2 separate regions of the Arachis hypogaea genome follow, and region 1 is linked to region 2. A link is a contact called in public Hi-C data. All regions are on one chromosome and are shown on one strand. The core of a region is the stretch at or near the end of the contact, and the rest is flanking DNA. Distances in the headings are between cores, read along the strand shown.

Region 1 (4,624 bases), core at 1,640-4,139, 140 kb before region 2:
TTCTTCAAGGCAAAGAAATTGGAGGAGAAAAGATTTCTTGATAAGGATTTCTCGAGTGCAAGAAATCGAACGGATGATCAAATCGAATCAAGAAAAGTAAAATTCACTATGATTGGAAAAGGAGAGAGAAATCGATTAGAAATCGATGAAAGATGGATTCACTAACTCTTCACCAACAGTTCAAGTTCTTCAACCTTGCTCCATGTGATAAATTGGTTCTAGTTGTGAGCAACAAGGGATGAATGTTGAACATTCAAGAACAAGAGAAGAGAGCTTCTGAACTCTGAATTCTTGATGTGAATTGTAGAGACTGAAAACTTGATTAGTAAATCTCAAATTGTTAATGTTACAAGTTTAGTTATATATAGTGTGAATGCCACTAACTAATTATCCAACTGCTAACAAAAAAATAACTGTCTAAATAATTAACTCTAGGAAAAGTATACGTTACCAAGAGAGAGTCTGCCAACTATTACCAACACGTGATAAATTAGGATTAAACCATGATTAACTTAGATGTGGCTTTATTTAGTAGATGGGCTTCATGTCCAGCCCAACTCAAGTTGGCAGATTTTGACAGATAAAAAATTGGTAACGTAGCACTACTGTTAACTCTATATATGTTAGCAAGTTAGTTATGTAGAGGAGTGTAAAATGTGAGTAGAAGAGAGTGAAATCTGAAGATATGAAGCTGGTTCACAAGTTTTGACAATTAATTAAACTAATTAAATATATTAAATATTTTTTGTAAATTACAAGAATTACAAAAAAATCTTATTTTATAATTTTTTTAACTACATATATATTAATTAGATCTAACAATACAAAAAAATAAAAAATTAAAAAGAACAAATAAAAAAATAAAAAAACCAAATTACAAATTTAAAATAAAAAATTGATAAAATGTTATTGAATAATAATAAATTTTATAATTATTAATAAAATTGATATAAAAATTATATGATTTTATAAATATAAAGTTTAAATAGTTTTATTGTAATTAATTAATTTAGTTATCAAAACTTATATTAAATTAAAAATTAATATTAATTATTTTGATGGTATAATTAATTTTAACTAATAATTATTAAATTTATTATAAAAAATAACTTGCTCTTTATTTAAAAGATGATTGAATAATAATTTACCAAAAATTTATCTATCACATACATACAGACACACACTCACATCCATATAATATATATATATATATATATATATATATATATATATATATATATATATATATTTCACTTACTATCTTAAAAAGTATATTTTTAAAACCTCTCATCTTTAACTTTATTATTATCATTATCATCACACTTCTTTCTCAACTCCTCATATATATATATAGAAGATAATAGGCAATTTAACTAGTAAGTAATGTTTTCACTTACTATCTTAAAAAGTATATTTTTAAAACCTCTCATCTTTAACTTTATTATTACCATTATCATCACACTTCTTTCTCAACTCCTCATTTCAACATAAATTTATATCTTTTAAATTTTATTTTATAAAATAAAATATAATTTTTAATTACTTATTTTATAAATAAAACAAAAATAAAAAATAAAAAAATTATACTTTACTCTATTAAATAATCTAAAATTTAAAAAATTCAAATTTTAGTGTACTATTTTCCATCCCTACCGTACTACTCTACTCTTCATCGTTGACGTTACTGAACTACTTTCACACCTCAACTTTTAATCTCACGTTTGACTTCACATGATTACTGAAAAATGAATTTTAATGTTGAAATTTATTTAAAATACTAGAAACAAAATTAAAACAAATTAAATATTAAAAATAAATTTTAATTTTTTTTAAATTTGATAAAAAAAATATATTTAAATAATATTTAATTAATAATGCAGAATTAAAAGTGACAAAATGGATAGTCCATGCAATTTCGTCAACACCCACCCACAAACTATTAAATAAAACAAATTCAAAATACTATTTCACTTAAAAATACTAATATAAAAATTTGATCATTAAAAAAGTAAATACAAATAAAAGATAATTAAATTATTATATAATTTTTTCATTATCTTTTAATTTTTAAATTTAAATAAAATTATTTAAAATAATATATATCTATCAATATAGCAGCAATTTAGAGAAATATAGCAGGGGCATTACAGTAATTCCAGGCATAAGAAGAGCGGCAGTGGGATTGATTGACACGTCACCTTGGGGAGATGAGATAGGAGATAAGGCAAGAAGAGCAGCCACAATTGGAGGAGCCAATCTCTTAAGCTTGTAGAACTTCACTTCCCCATTCTTGACCTTTCCAGGAATGTAATTCTCTTCTTTCTTCACATTATCCTTTAATCAATATCATCATACATGTCATTAACCCTTCTTACATATTCTAGTCTCTTCTAGTTGGTTATAAGATTATGATTCATAAACACACATGATGATAAGAGACAGGCGGAGAGAATAACAGGAGTATAATTAATTAGTTAATTACCTTAGTGGAGAGGATTCTAGTGTAATCAATGCAACATGATATCATGCCGGTAAGCTCCATGTTGCTGCTTCTTTTGTTCTAAAGTGAATGTGAAAGCGGAAAATATAAGTATATATACATATAGCTAAAACTCAAGGGAGATGTGAAATACTGAAATGTATGTTGTACACTACAACAATGATGAGGTATCAATGCACACATCTAAATACTAGATATAAAATAAAATAAATTTTTGTCTGTGGTGGTTAAAAATTTGGAATGGTTATATGATCAAAAGAGTGGGAAAATTAATTGATTTCTTTTCTGTAAATAGGAAACGATTTCAAAACTTGAAAAATTATGTTCCAAGGTTTTATAAATAAAAAGAAAAAACAAAAATAAAAAAAGTGTTCGATTTGACATGAATGGAAAATTCCTCTAAAATTATATTTTCATATATGTGTAAAAAAATTAGATAAACAACAAAAATAATTATTTTTCATAATCTAAAGTTATTGATAATCTAAATGGATAACTTGTTTATACTGTCAATTAAAATCCATCAAATTGAAAAAAAAAGTTAATTGTCCACCAAAAAGTTTAAATATTAAAATTAATTTCGAAACATAATTCATGTTTTTTAATACAACATATTCTAAAGATGAATTTATTAACGTCTAAAGTGAATCAGATCAAGTTAATTACTTTGTATCTAGTCACATTTGAGCATATAACTGTTAAAAAATATGTCATAACAATTCACTGCACGGAATGGATGGTACGGTAGGTGTGTGCAGGTCCGGCCCTACTCGAAAATTCGAATATTTTAGAAATTTTTTTTGGTGTGATTTTATCAGGTTTAGAGTCGGATAAAAATTTTAAAAATAAATTCGGTCATTATTTTGGATCGGGTCCGGGTCATGGCTCGAGTCACCCGAACTCGGTCCGGTGGCCCAATCATCATACACAGTTAATATTTTGTGTTATTAGTGATCAATGATGGCTATTCTTATATAGAATTTAAGTATTGTAAACCTTAATATTTTGTATTATTAGTTATTATAAGACTATTAGTTAATGTTTTTATGTTTAAAATGTATAAGATTTTAGACTAATGCATAATATTGTGTTATGTGTATTGATTTAAATATTTGGTGTTATTAGACAATATTAGTATTGATTATGGTTATGCTTTAATTTTAGAGAAGAGTTGGTTCTTATTATATTTTTCTAAGTGAATTTTACCATGTCAAATAATGGTTGGAGTTCTTGAAAATTTGGATATTTTCACATACTAGCTTATAGAAGATATCAAGGTAATATAATGTTAACGGTTCGGTTTTCACTCGGTATAATCGTAACCCGAAAGTGTATAGGTTTCGTCAGGTTTAGGACCGGGTTCGGGTCTAATAAATAGGTCCGGTATATATTTTCAGGTCGGATTTGGGTCACATCAAATTCGATTTCACTCGACCCATGCACACCCCTAATGGATGGTGACAAACATTTCATGATTACAGATTTGATTAGTATATATAAGTGAATTAGTTGCTCTTCTAAAGACGGCTGATTTTTTTGCTATATAAAAAAAATGTTAGTATTTTGTTCGAAATAGGAAAATATAATATAATTGCAAATGGGTGGATGTTGCAGTCAAGGTAAGGGCAACATGCAAGTGACGCATACTGAGTCAACATATGGGATATGTGTTAGACATGTGGTGACATCTTGGCCAATACGTAGGGAGCATATTGCACATGTGACTTGCGTGTTGGGTGCTCTTTCTATATAAGGTAAAATTCGATACCATTTTATTGCGAAGAGAATTGTTTGAGTGTATTGGTAGTGTGATAGAAGGTACCACAAATATACTGGTGTATTACAACATTAAAATTATAGGAAATATTCATGAGAGGGTGAACTTTGCATGTGAGAATTCATTTTCGTTTGTGATTTCATGCACCATGACATTTGTAGAGCTACGGAATGGTTTCTGTCAAAGCAAGAGAATGATATTTTAAAGAGAGTGAGCAATATTCTATACTAGAATCCGTTATAGTATTTGGTGGTCTAATATAATTTGATATTATGCCGATCATTGACGAAGCAAGTATGCAGCATATCACTACAAAAACGTCGCGGATATTGTTGGATTTACTTTCG
Region 2 (4,959 bases), core at 1,242-3,741:
AATTTGTTACAACTGTGGTTGGTTTAACATATTTTTCAATGTGAAGCTATGTTGGGAGGATTGCACTTGGTGACTTGTGGATATATTCTAGAAAAAATCTACTTTCCCTGGAATTTCAACTGCCACATAATTACACCAATAAAGTTTCCATTGGCACAATTCACCCTCCATGAATCATAATTCAATTAACAAGCTAATATTGGGGGACCAAGATATTTATGGATCCCTCTCCTGCATCATTCTACCTGCAATTCATGTCTTCTAATTCTGCCTTATGTTTAATATGCTATATCATCATCTCAAATGCAGGCTGATGGGCTCAATGCTGAGGCAAGAGTTGGAATTCCAGGTGAACATCGGGGTATCCTCTGCGAACCTCATCTATTCCGGATTATCAAGCACTGGCTGAGAGCTGGAGACCCAGATCCTTTTTACGATCCCCTGAATGATTATGTGATTCTACCCACTGCTTTTGAAATGGAGAGTCACAAAGAGAAGGGTATAGAAGTAGCTTCCCTTAAAGAGGAATGGGATGTTATTTCCAAAGACCAAGATGAACAAAGCAATAGTCATGATAAAATGGAGATGAGATCCATATCAGTTAAACATGATGGGACTAAGGCTCATGCTACCGTCACTGTTCGCGAGGGTAAACAACATGTTAAACTGAAAGCTGTGACCGTTTCAGTGGATGCCTAATGCATCTGTTTCGGTTGATTGAATGAGTGAACAGGGAGGAACACCTTCTGTACAGTTTGATTGTGGCCGCCATCACTTGTATATAAGAACTGAAATGATGGTGCTGCCATGTTCCTCCATGTTTTCATGTATGATTTGTGAATTATATGTATTCGTTATGACCATCTTTCTACCATTAACTCATGGTTCCAAGAGTGGTGTTCGTTGTGCAAAGTTCATGTAAAACGTTACTGTTTATTCGACTATTTTAAAATCCAATAAATAATTCATAATTCCCGTTCATTATTCATAATTCGATGCCCTCTGTTAAAACTTTTTTGACGACTGCAATAGTGCAACTAATGCACCTAAAAGAGTCTTATTTTGGAAACACTACAACATAGTATCATATGCTTAAGTTACTAAAACTATTAGCTCGCGTTCTCTATTTGATCCTTCCTAAGATTTCGTACATCAAAGAAAGAAATCTCATTACTGTCTAGCTTAGTTCCTTTGGTTTGATGGCAACACCTTTGATCACAAGTCCCTGCTTCCACATGCCACCTTCATACTCATACAGAGACACCTCCATCTCCCCACCATCTTTTTCAGATGCTACAAACTCGCCAACCGGAATCTCTATATACTGCATTCGTAACTTCTCAATCAAACTCTCCTTGTGTTGCTGCTTTTTACCTCCCGGAAGCACGAGTCTAACGTTGACCGGAACTTCCCACCCTTGCGCCAGATCCTTCAACATTACAATAAACGACACTTCATATAGAGTTCCTGGGGAAAGGTTTCTGGTATCAAATTTTCCATGCACCTCTAGCCAACACACTCTTTCCAGTTCAGCCGCTTCAATAATTGTGCCACTGCAATATCACATAACTCGCTCTAATCAGTTAGGACTAGATAAAAAAGCTGTCTAAGATAAATCAATGTGCTTTGATCATAAGATTCATTTTAACTAAATGCGGACCTTGATTCTTTCTGGGTTACCCATTTCCAATAATGTTGATTTTCTGCCCACGTGATTGATAGTGCTCTTGCGTATAACATGAAACAGTTGCTATTGGACTTCTTTTCTATCCAATATTTCTGTCAATAATGATAATCAATGCTCAATAGAGAATTATATTATATTAAACTAAAGATAATATGGCATGCGACAAGTTGATCAATAAAGAAAGATAGAGTGTTGAGCTTGCCTTAGTGTTATGGTCTAAGAAGACTCCAGAATATAGCTGATCAAGCAACTTCTCCTTGGAAGATGTATGAACCGGTGAGTCTGCACCCTTCAATATGTCTTCATATCTATATGGAAGATTCATCATCAGTTCTTTGGAGGATTTAGTAGTGGCTATCATGGATTGGTGATGATTGTTTCCCTTGTTGGGTTTTACAACTCTTGTGGGGGAATAATTTTCCACTGATGAGTTTGTGGCTTTGATGGATGGTTTTGATGGCAGTAACCATCCATCCTTGCTGGTAGCTCCTTCATTATTTGCCACAGGCTGCCGTTGCGGTTGTGGTTGTGGTTGTGACTGTGGCCTTCTTAGCTGTGGAGACTGCGTTCTTGATAATTGCGGCTGAGGCTGTGGTTGTGATTGTGATTGTGGCCTCAACAGCTGCTGGTGTTGGTGGTTGCGAGGCTCCTCATCAACTTCTCGTGAAAGTTCAGCTCCCATTTCTCTTGTTAATTTCTTCGGTTCCTATCACTATTATACCTATTAGTGGATTTTCAATTGTAGCACCCTTTTTCTTTTATAGCCGAACTAATGTAAAGAAAATTGCAAATGATGTTAGATGCATTTATTTGATTAGTGATATAAAGATATTTGTTTAAAACAATGTTACATTTAAAAAATAGTGGATAATGTATACTTTTTATTCCTATCGTTTTGTAATTTCTTTTTAAAATATTTCTAACATTTCATTTCATTCAATTTTATTTTTAACGTTTTAAATTTATTCAATTTTGTTTTTAATGATTTTGATTTGTATCAAAAGTTAAAATTATCCTTAAAACTTTTTAATTTATCCCTAAAATTTTACAGAGTTAACGTTTACGGTAATTTTGACACAAATTAAAAACATTAAGAATAGAATTGAATGCAACTAAAAATTACGGATATTTAAAAAAAATAAATATTAGAGACAAAAATATATTTAATCCAAAAATAATAAGTATATGAAATTAACTTTTAATTAGTTAATATTAACTAATTTTTTATTATAACATTATTTGTTAATTTTTATTCTTGGAAGATTTGCAATTTAAGATTTAGCATTTAGGATTCAAAAGTTTAAAATTTAAGATTTATAATTTAAGATTTAGAGAGACCAATAGAGGTCGGCTGCTAGTTGGCGATGGTAATAAAAAAGTGATTTTAGAAAATATTGATGGTTATTATTAGCTAAAAAATAATATGATTTTTTAATTTGATTGAATAATACTAAGGAGCCACTTTTTTTACTTTTTCTTTTTCCAAAAGCAAGAATTTTATTGATTCTGACAAAATAAATAAGTCGTCTAACTTGGATAACAACAGTAACAAGTGGTAAATGTCAAAAGAACACTTGAGATAAAGAAATATTAAAATAAGTGAATAGGTTATAGATCAAATGATATGGTCTTTTCATACTCACCTTGAAGTCGCAGGTTCGAATTTCACTCATAACTTTGGTATTTCTTACGACTAAATATTCATATTTTCAAAGACATGTTAATTATGACTTAATCAAATCTTTCTTAAGGCTGCTACAATTGTCGAGTTTCTTCTGGAGTTTGAATTTCCAATAGCAGAGTATAACACCATGTTCTTCTACCATCCCTAAGGTCCAATTTTGTAATAGGTATATTCATTACTCTCTGTTATTGCCAAATCTTTATTACTTGTAGACAATTAATTAAGCAGTATATGACTAATTCTGGCATTTTTACATTTAAGACATATGATTGAGAAATTAAAAATTTTAGTTTGGAAATTGGAAATTCTGTGGATAGCTTTCCAAACGAAGAACTTAACTTTTGTTAGAATTTTAATGGACCAAATTGATTTTCAAATCATCTTCTGAGTGAAAAGTTACGAGAGAAATTCTATTGTGGCGTGAAAAATCTGAATACAAATGCATAATTGAAACACAGAGTAAGAACCACTCTTTTTTTCATGTTAATTTGTTCGGGTTTGAATTTCTTTTAATGCTGAGTATATTTTGAACCATAAGAGAAAAAAATTAAACAGTAATAAGTGATGAATTTTAGTGACCATTAGTCTAAAGTAATTGTGACACCTATTGAAGGTTCTGGTTAAGAGATAATGACCGAGGTCTTTAATTAAATTATGTTAATATTATCGTCACATGTTTTTGTTCAAAAATAAAAATTATATTATCCCTACTTATTTGCCTTTCAAACCTTTTTCTAGAATCTTGCAATCTTCTAAGATACTTTTATATCTTTAGGATAGATTGGTTTCTAGACCTTTATAAATGATAAGAAAGAAAAGTACTTGCTTTTGGGTACTTTATAAATCAAAGAGTTTGTCCTAGAAGTTAGTCTCCAACCTTTTTTTTTCAAAAAAGCTTTACATCCATGTAATTTTTTCATCCAAGCTATCCAAGTAACTTCAATCAGATGCACCTCCCGAATCCCCTTACGTGTTTGTTATACACGCGCCTCATATAACGTAAACTTCGTTCTTCTCGCGTTTTCGTTCTTCTTCTTCTTCTTCTCTGATCGTGTTCTTCTTCGACCTAATAAAATTTGTCGTTCTCCTCTGTTTGCGTTTTTCTTCTCTGCTCGCATTCTTTATTATTGATCTGCATTGAATTCAACGTAATAAGCTCCATCGTTCTTCTTTTTCTTCTTCTTTTTCTTAGATCTACACTTCTGAATGGAAACAATGAATGATTCAACTTCAAATTAGTTGAATGAAGTTATTACGTTGAGATAGCTAGGGAATGATTGCTGCATGCTATTACAATAATCTTAAACACTGAACAAAGTAAAAGGAGGCCACCGAACCGAACAACATTCATTTGATGAATCAAAATCACAAAGGCCACCGAACCGAACAATGTTCATGTCGTGAATAAATACTGATCAACTTTTAATCAACAAGAATAGTATTTCTCCTCCTCTTCCTCCTCCTCCTTCTTCTTTCAAATTTGTGCACGTAGATTCTTCTTCTGCTTCTTCTTCTTCCTGCACGCAGATTCTCTTTCTTCTTTCGTTATAATTATCACCAACAACACTAACATTTTGCTCGGTTAAGT

What was found. A called contact is a pair of places that touch in the nucleus more often than the background predicts.
Region 1: a contact with region 2 is called in a Hi-C map of an unstated tissue, with 4 times the contacts expected there. The contact joins the promoter of LOC112796678 here to the promoter of LOC112796677 in region 2. A contact is called at or near these places in 3 of 8 Hi-C or Micro-C datasets (leaf and an unstated tissue).

The regions. Positions count from the first base shown.
Region 1 is chr4:37,550,339-37,554,962 of arahy.Tifrunner.gnm2.J5K5, reverse strand. LOC112796678 (cytochrome c6, chloroplastic) reads right to left here and starts at 2,889. Exons shown (of 7, transcript XM_025839249.3): 1 at 2,483-2,889; 2 at 2,199-2,334. The coding sequence starts at 2,542.
Region 2 is chr4:37,410,467-37,415,425 of arahy.Tifrunner.gnm2.J5K5, reverse strand. It overlaps LOC112796677 (protein PHLOEM PROTEIN 2-LIKE A1), which reads right to left and starts at 2,491. Exons shown (of 3, transcript XM_025839247.3): 1 at 1,890-2,491; 2 at 1,661-1,779; 3 at 962-1,553. The coding sequence starts at 2,369. The coding sequence ends at 1,178. LOC112796676 (lecithin-cholesterol acyltransferase-like 4) reads left to right here. Exons shown (of 11, transcript XM_025839246.3): 11 at 310-981. The coding sequence ends at 699.